Regions from separate parts of the Mus musculus genome. Here region 1 is linked to region 2. A link is a contact called in public HiChIP or PLAC-seq data. All regions are on one chromosome and are shown on one strand. The core of a region is the stretch at or near the end of the contact, and the rest is flanking DNA. Distances in the headings are between cores, read along the strand shown. Region 1 has its middle 21 kb from the start of Gm11412. Region 2 has its middle 120 kb from the start of Mpdz.

Evidence for each region. HiChIP or PLAC-seq counts read pairs in DNA pulled down with a chosen protein or histone mark.
Region 1: a contact with region 2 is called in an H3K27ac HiChIP or PLAC-seq map of neural progenitor cells, with 4 times the contacts expected there. The contact joins two enhancer-like sites. A contact is called at or near these places in 2 of 484 Hi-C or Micro-C datasets (brain and cerebral cortex) and 4 of 115 datasets of contacts at active chromatin or transcription factors (astrocytes, neural progenitor cells and stem cell-derived neural progenitor cells).

Annotation. Positions count from the first base shown.
Region 1 is chr4:81,763,222-81,766,787 of GRCm38.p6, forward strand. No RefSeq gene overlaps it. Among named protein-coding and RNA genes, the nearest start is that of Gm11412, 21 kb to the left of the region's middle. Within about 2 kb of position 1,255, at least 69 of the 459 cell types and tissues checked have an H3K27ac peak or open chromatin away from gene starts, as enhancers often do. A contact at or near this core is called in brain, cerebral cortex and neural progenitor cells, where this site is marked.
Region 2 is chr4:81,565,738-81,569,695 of GRCm38.p6, forward strand. No RefSeq gene overlaps it. Among named protein-coding and RNA genes, the nearest start is that of Mpdz, 120 kb to the left of the region's middle. Within about 2 kb of position 2,409, at least 35 of the 459 cell types and tissues checked have an H3K27ac peak or open chromatin away from gene starts, as enhancers often do. A contact at or near this core is called in brain, cerebral cortex and neural progenitor cells, where this site is marked.

The DNA.
Region 1 (3,566 bases), core at 5-2,504, 200 kb after region 2:
TATCACAGCTTTAGGGGTTTTGTTTTGTTTTTTAATGGGACAGGGAGGAGAGCCCTCTCAAGTATAAAGTGACTTCAAGCAGTGGAGGATTTTCACCTCCCTGCTTTCTCAGCAACCACACCCACCATTTTCTCACCTGGCTCAGCACCAGGCCCAGAGGGAGACATTTAAAATTTTTTATTCTTTTAATTGGAAACGGATGCTGTACCTTGTCTTTCAAGCCTGCTTTGAGAGGGAGGTAGGTAGTGAGGGATGAAGTAGTGAGGGACTAAGGGAGGAAAGAAAGATGAAGAGGCAGGAGGAAGGGGAGGGAGGGAAGGAGGGAGGGAGAGGGTGAAGAGAGAGGGAGGGAGGAGACCTAGCCAAGTATTAGTTTAGCCGGAATGAAACCTTGTAAAACTTTGAAATCAAATTTGGCATTCAACTCTGTAGATACTCACACTGGAAAACTCCAGAAAGTCACAAGAACGTTGACTGTCTTGCCCAAGATTCTTCTTTTCAAGTGTTGTGGCCCCCTGCTCCCTTCCCGAGCCATTTTCTTTGGCATTGGACTTACTGTACTATCGGGTACAACGCTACATTTCTACAGGCTGTGTCAAAGCATGTCAAGTTGCAAAAGGGCTTGTAAAATAATCATGGACAAGGAAACAGAACAGCCATTAAAGCTGTAAAGGGACGACTACACTGAAGGGCAGGCTTGAAATAAAGTCCATGTGACCTACGGAACAGGGGAAGCTTCTGAAGTCTGGAAGACAAAGCACAGGCATGTCTTCATTTCTTTTTTTTCACGGGGCACCGGGATTTTTACTTTGCTGTAGGCACCCGGAGCATAGGGGAGTTTGCTGAGGCCAGGTCTGATCTGAAGCCTGTCCGCTGTTGAGACGAATGACAAGGCCATCTCTGCTTAAACACCTGAGTTCAGAGTGACAGCAAATTCCAGTGGAGCCAGGTATCCATCTGCAAGAACTCCTAGCAGCTCACTTGTACTGGGAAGCGACCCTAGGCTGCCCTGCTTTTGGTGAGGACAGCTTTGCCTTGCGGCTGGGCACACCACATTCAAAAGCAAACATTGGACAGCTTCACCTTCTTCCACTTTGGCAAGGAAAATAGAATGCACAAAGGAGCATTCCTTTAGTTGTATTTAGAAATGAAAGTCCCGGCGGATTTAGGAGCTGGTGCCTGGGAGGCCCCTGCATTGTGAGCCCTGTGCAGCAGGCCGGCCCGCTTACACAAGCAGCCTTTGTTTTAATTAGCACAGGAGCAGCCCTCCCCTCCTCCTGCAGGGCTTCCACTTTACAATTGTCTGGGAACTCCCTCAGCTGAAAATGGTTACTAAGAAAATTTCCACAGAAATCCAACCAAAAGGGCCAGGCCAACGCTGGGCTTTTAAAAGCACTTTTCCAAATTGAGTCTTGAAGGAGTGGACCGCCTGCTGGAATGGATGTCCACTGTAGGGAGAACCCCAAGGTTAACAGTGGTTTGCTTCAAAATAGTAGTCAGTTCTTCCTACCTCTTGCCTCCAAAGAAAGAAAACAACACAACCTCCTTAAAATGGTGTTATGGATCTGGTGTAAAGTGACAAAGGCCAGGGCATTTAAAATGAAAGGAGACACTATCTCCAAGCTAGTTTTCAAGGTTGCATTGAATCTGAAGGTGGTGCAGTGAGTTACAGAAAGTGACTGTCACACCTCTACACACAGCTGCCCTTCCCTAACCTCTAGCTTTTGGACAACTGGTGCCCTGAAGTAGTGGAGATGCACGTGGTATTCAAAGAGAAAATTCAGTCGAGTTAGGCAAGGGGAGCCCTGGAGGCAGTCGAAGCTCCTGGAGATGGCCTTCGTAGCTTTGGTCAAGAAATGCATGTGGTTCCTAGCAGACGTATTACCACCTGATTCATCCTTTGCTGCAATTTTCTGGGTTTTATTTGTGCCCTTTTTATTTTCAACTGGAGTACTTTCAAATTGAAATTTGCAAAATGTGCTCAATGAAAAATTTCATCAAATGTGTACATATTTTATAACTCAAGCATAAAATTTAAATATGTTTTGAGATGTGTGTGTCATAAACATACTTATGTGATATAAAGTACAATTCATTTGTTCACTTGGAAAGCTAGCACATTTTTTAAAGTAATTAAAAATATAGTTTCATTTCTTTTTTTTGGGAGTTTTTTTTAATTAGATATTTTCCTCATTTACATTTCCAATGCTATCCCAAAAGTCCCCCATACCCACCCCCACAATCCCCTACCCACCCACTCCCCCTTTTTGGCCCTGGCGTTCCCCTGTACTGGGGCATATAAAGTTGGCAATTCCAAAGGGCCTCTCTTTCCAGTGATGGCTGACTAGGCCATCTTTTGATACATATGCAGCTAGAGACAAGAGCTCCGGGGTACTGGTTAGTTCATATTGTTGTTCCACATATAGGGTTGCAGATCCCTTTAGCTCCTTGGGTACTTTCTCTAGCTCCTCTATTGGGGGCCCTGTGACCCATCCAATAGCTGACTGTGATCATCCACTTCTGTGTTTGCTAGGCCCGGCATAGTCTCACAAGAGACAACTATATCTGGGTGCTTTCAGCAAAATCTTGCTAGTGTATGCAATGGTGTCAGCGTTTGGAAGCTGATTATGGGATGGATCACTGGATATGGCAATCACTAGATGGCCCATCCTTTCGTCACAGCTCCAAATTTTGTCTCTGTAACTCCTTCCATGGGTGTTTTGTTCCCATTTCTAAGAAGGGCAAAGTGTCCACACTTTGGTCTTTGTTCTTCTTGAGTTTCATTTCTTTATTAGGTTTTGTTTTGTTTTGTTTTGTTTTGTTTTGTTTTTGTTTTTGTTTTTTGTTTTTGGATTTGATTCCTTATTGCTGTTTTAAGAATTTGCAGCTCAAATTGAACTATTAAGTGTTCTGATCTTTAGGTTAAAACCAAATACAAATACTTGGGTATTCTCATTTCATTGCCATGGCACTGAACGAAAACGTTTTAAGTAAATCATCCAATTTCTGCCAATGAATGGCAAGTTGGTGCTGGGAACCACATTTGATCAAAAGTAAAATGCAGTTTCCCAGAGCCAGGTACAGATGCATGAGAGACAAGTTGCTCCACCATAGTCCTGTCAATAAAATATAAACCCCAGGTTCAGGATGATCCCTCTGGATTTTTCAGAGACAGAAAACTTACAAACTGAGCTTATGTCTGCCCTCACACCAAGAAGAACCATTGAGCAGCAGCAGCAGCGCTCTAGGCAGGCTCTGGGCATGACATGCTTCACAGTTAGATTTGTGTGGCCTTGCTGTTCTAGGTGTCTCGTTGTACATTCATAAGGGTTGCTAGAGGGCTGAACCCAAAGATAAACCAGTGGCCAAGAGGAGAGAAACTTTTATCTCAGTCAAGGATAAAGCCTCTTGTGCCTGGCAATATTGATGGGTGCCATTCCACAAAGGGTATTCGGGATTGCTGATGTGAAATTCTCTCACCCATACCTTCAGAGGGAAGGAACTCACAGTGAAGTGTCAGAAGACACCAGTCAAGATAGGAAATTTGTAACTGAGGAGGGAGGAGT
Region 2 (3,958 bases), core at 1,159-3,658:
CACATGGAACTTGTTGGAAGGCAAAGGGAAAGAGATCGTTGGCGTTTTAGTGGAAAGGTAGAAAAGAACTATGATATCATCAGGCAGCATCGGGTTCTCTCCGATCGTTTACACTCTTTAGTGTGTCAGGGTTGGTCTGTGCTTGTGTTGATTTCCGGCCTTCCAATCGAGATTAGTTTTACTTTTCATTCTCATAGGAAAAGCGTGACTCTGTCGTTCAGGTAGAATCGAAAAACAAATAGAAATGCTTTGTGGTTCTTAAATGATCTAGATAGCTGGGCAAAAAGGCCCAGTACTATTGCAAGTATAATTTTAGGTGAAAATTTTGTTCCATGTGAAGCATTAATTTTAATAGAGACTTATATATAAATGCTCATTTGAATAATAATGTAAAATTAAATTTAAATTGTAAATACCGTCCAGTACTAGCTGTTTTCTGGCTCGAATTCTTCAGCACATATGGTGCTAGCATAAGCTTGTGCCTGTCTGCCTACTCTGGGTAATTTTGCATGCAAATAGTTTTAGTGCCTATGTTGAGGTGCTAAAACGTGTTTAGTACACTTGAAAATATTTGCATTGCAAAAGGAGAGTGAATCTCCTGAGGAAAATCGAATTGATATTTTGTATTAAGAGACCACTCTGGGTACCGTGTGGTCTTCTTCTATGAAGAATTCTGTTTACAGTACAGCTAGCATTTTTAATTGACCTTTAGAAGAAAAGGTCTGGCAATAGCTTTGCCAACTTTATAAACCGTTGGGCCATCTTCTGGCAACGTTCTTCACACGAATCAGTGGGGCAGAGAGAGAAGGACGTTATCTAGCGGCTTTTGCTGGACTGTCACTTCTCAAGCCTCAGTTTGGTGGACTGGTAAGAGAACTCTGAAAATTATAAACCCAGTTTCAGCTGGAATGAGCCTAACCAATTAGCTAACTAGCTAACCAACTAGCTCAGGGAAGGCTTGCATGCAGGGGAGCAGCCGTGGTTGCCGGGCGTGAGGCCCCACACAGGGTTCCATTTGCCTCAATCCCATCTGCTGCATTTACGGGAACCAGTTCGTTAAGTCTGAATTGAATCCAAATAAAATGCGTTTCTGACGCAAAGCCGATGACTGGTGCCATTCTCCACTGCATTATGTCAAATTAGAGTTTGTTTGGAAAAGAGGTTACAGAGAGCCTGTGCAAATGTCGCTTGCACGGAACATTGATCGAGTAAGAGTTCTGCACAAATTCAACCGCCACTTGCTATAAACAAATTTGCCCCTCCCTAGTTTGACTCCTATTCACCAAGACTGAATCAAAATATTAGAACCTCTAATGAAGTAATAAATAAAATTCAAGACAGGCTAGTAAAAGGTTGGTGGAACTTCTCTGACAGCCATCTTTTCCACGTTTTTAGAGAATTTCATTTTATTACCTATGCTAGTTGGGGAGGAGTGCGTCCTTATAAAATGAAAGTAGTCCAGTGTCTGCAAAAGAACCAAATGATAAGAGGCACAACGGAGGAAGCCAGCATAGAGGATTTCCCTCCCTGCATCTCTCTCCGTAGAGAAGGGAGGCCATGGGATGCTAATGACTTCTGTTGTTGGAGATGGGCAAGTCTGTTTTACCCCAAGCTCCACCAAGAAAGAACTGCCTACTACAGATTGGATGGAGCTTAGAAAGAACTCCAGGGTGTACTCCGGATATTTGTTCTCTTCATCCCTGTCACTTCCCGTAGTGTCTAAGGTGTAGTAGCATTGTGTACTACTAAATATCAGAGATAGGTAGCAGGCAAGAGACAAAGGGAACTCTTTACAAACACAAGCCAGCTTAGAAGGGCTGTCTTTACTATGGGATGAAACTCCTGGTGGCAATCTATTTCTTTACTTTTTTTTTCCTTTTGGGAAAAAAAAAAAAGAGGCCTCTGCTTTATGTAGGACCTTTGCACATCCATCAACCTATTAAGCAACTAAATAAAGCAGTATATGAACAATAAATCATTTTGAATTTCATGCATGCACAAACCTTTTGATACCAAATTGACAAGAGAAACTTGGGTCTGGAGGAGGCTACAGACACTCCTCCAACAGTGTTGCATGTAAGATTAGGAGTTGTTCTCCACTCCTGTCAACTGCTCATTCTGGGTTCCAAATCTCGGGGCTTCTCTTTCCTCTGGTGATGGTGGAGACTAGGATGCTCAGCATGGAATTGTGTGTGTGTGTGTGTGTGTGTGTGTGTGTGTGTAAGAGCCTGCTAGCACATGTGTGGTTGAGGGGGTGGGGGAGCACGCTGTTCAGGATAAACCCACCACACATTTCTGCCATCACAGACGGTGGGCAAACAGCTGTCTGCACAGCTGAGACCACTGGAGCTGCCTGCCCTGCTCCAGTAACTCGTGAGCACATGGCTGGTCCCTGGATGGCACCATGCCCTGTGCAGCAGAGAGGCCCCAGCTTTCCCGAGGCTGAGCAGGCGGGGACTTTGCCACCAGACACAATAAGCATGTGAAATCAGGTCTCATGAATAATTCATCCTTAGTGTCCTATGAAACAAAGAAATGGTATGTTTGCTGGGAGATAACCATGTTCTGGCATTTGTAAATCTTTCTGGATTTGGAGTTGATCATGTTTCTGGTGTTGGAGAAATGTTTTGTTTTGTTGTGTTTTTAAATTTTTTGAACACACACACACACACACACAAAAAAAGTTGGAAATTCAACATAGTAATTTTACAGTGGAGGTCTTCCATGACATATTGAATGGTTTATACGAGTTTGGCTCATGATTTAGGAATCTGAAAAAGTAAAAAAAAATCTCATTTGGTGAAAAGGGATGTTAAAATCGGTTTGCTGCCATAGACTCCAGCAGGACAGAGAGTTCCCAAGATTCTTTCTTTCCGACAAGGCAAGCAGCCCACTCTGCTGGTACATGCTTCATTGCTGTGAGCTGAAAAAGCTGCTGGGCCCCCAGCATCTCACAGCATTGCAGGGAGAACAGATCTCTCGGTTTCGCCATCAATGTACAAAAACATACTTTGGTGAACCGAACTCCAAATTGTAGTGACACTCATATGCTCACCAGTTTAACACCAGTTAAATTAGTAATAAAAAAATAACCCTTCAAGAAAGAGAAGCTACTCTATTCCTTACTGTAGGTGGACTCAATGCAACGGACCTACAGACACTGGGTAGAGCACATTCATTTGCCTAACGGATGCTTCTAGAGGGTTATGTGAATTAGCTGGGTTCCTGAGCTTATTGTAACTGCTATTTATAATTAGAATCTGAGCATCCGTTTCACTAAGTTTTTAATATCCTCAAGAAAAATAAGCCTGAAGAGTTACTCATCTTGGAAATGACAACCTGGTAAAGCAAATCCCAGTCCTGTTCTCTCACTCCACCAGGCATGATCTCATCTATTTCTGCTGTTCACGTGAGCTCTCTCCACACACCTTCTTGCTTTTCTTTCTTCTTGTGAGTTCACGAGTTCCTTGCATCTCTCCAGCTTTCGGGTTCCCTATAAACCCGAACACAAGTTCTTCTGTGTCACTGACCTCACACAATCTCTTCAGTTTGATAGAGAATGTCAGAGAGAGACCACACGGATTTGGCAGAATGAATGTAAAGAGAAGCAGAAATGGGATAAGGTTCTACCAGTTATGGGCTGGAGTGAAAATACAAATCCTTTTCGCTTTAGGGTGACAAGGTTGGAAGATGAGGTATGATTTGGCAGGTGGTATAACTCCTGGTGGATAAAAGTATATGAGCACCTCGAGATGCACCGTGTGAGTGTGTGTGTGTGTGTGTGTGTGTGTGTGTGTGTGTGTGTGTGTGTGAGAGAGAGAGAGAGAGAGAGAGAGAGAGAGAGCACATATGCAGCTGAAGCAGACCTCAGGCCCTTGGAGCTGGTAGAGAGAACCTGAATGTTGTTGACCTTATGTATTTTCTCGTGGTTACTGGATTCCTCCCAGCCGCTGCTGTG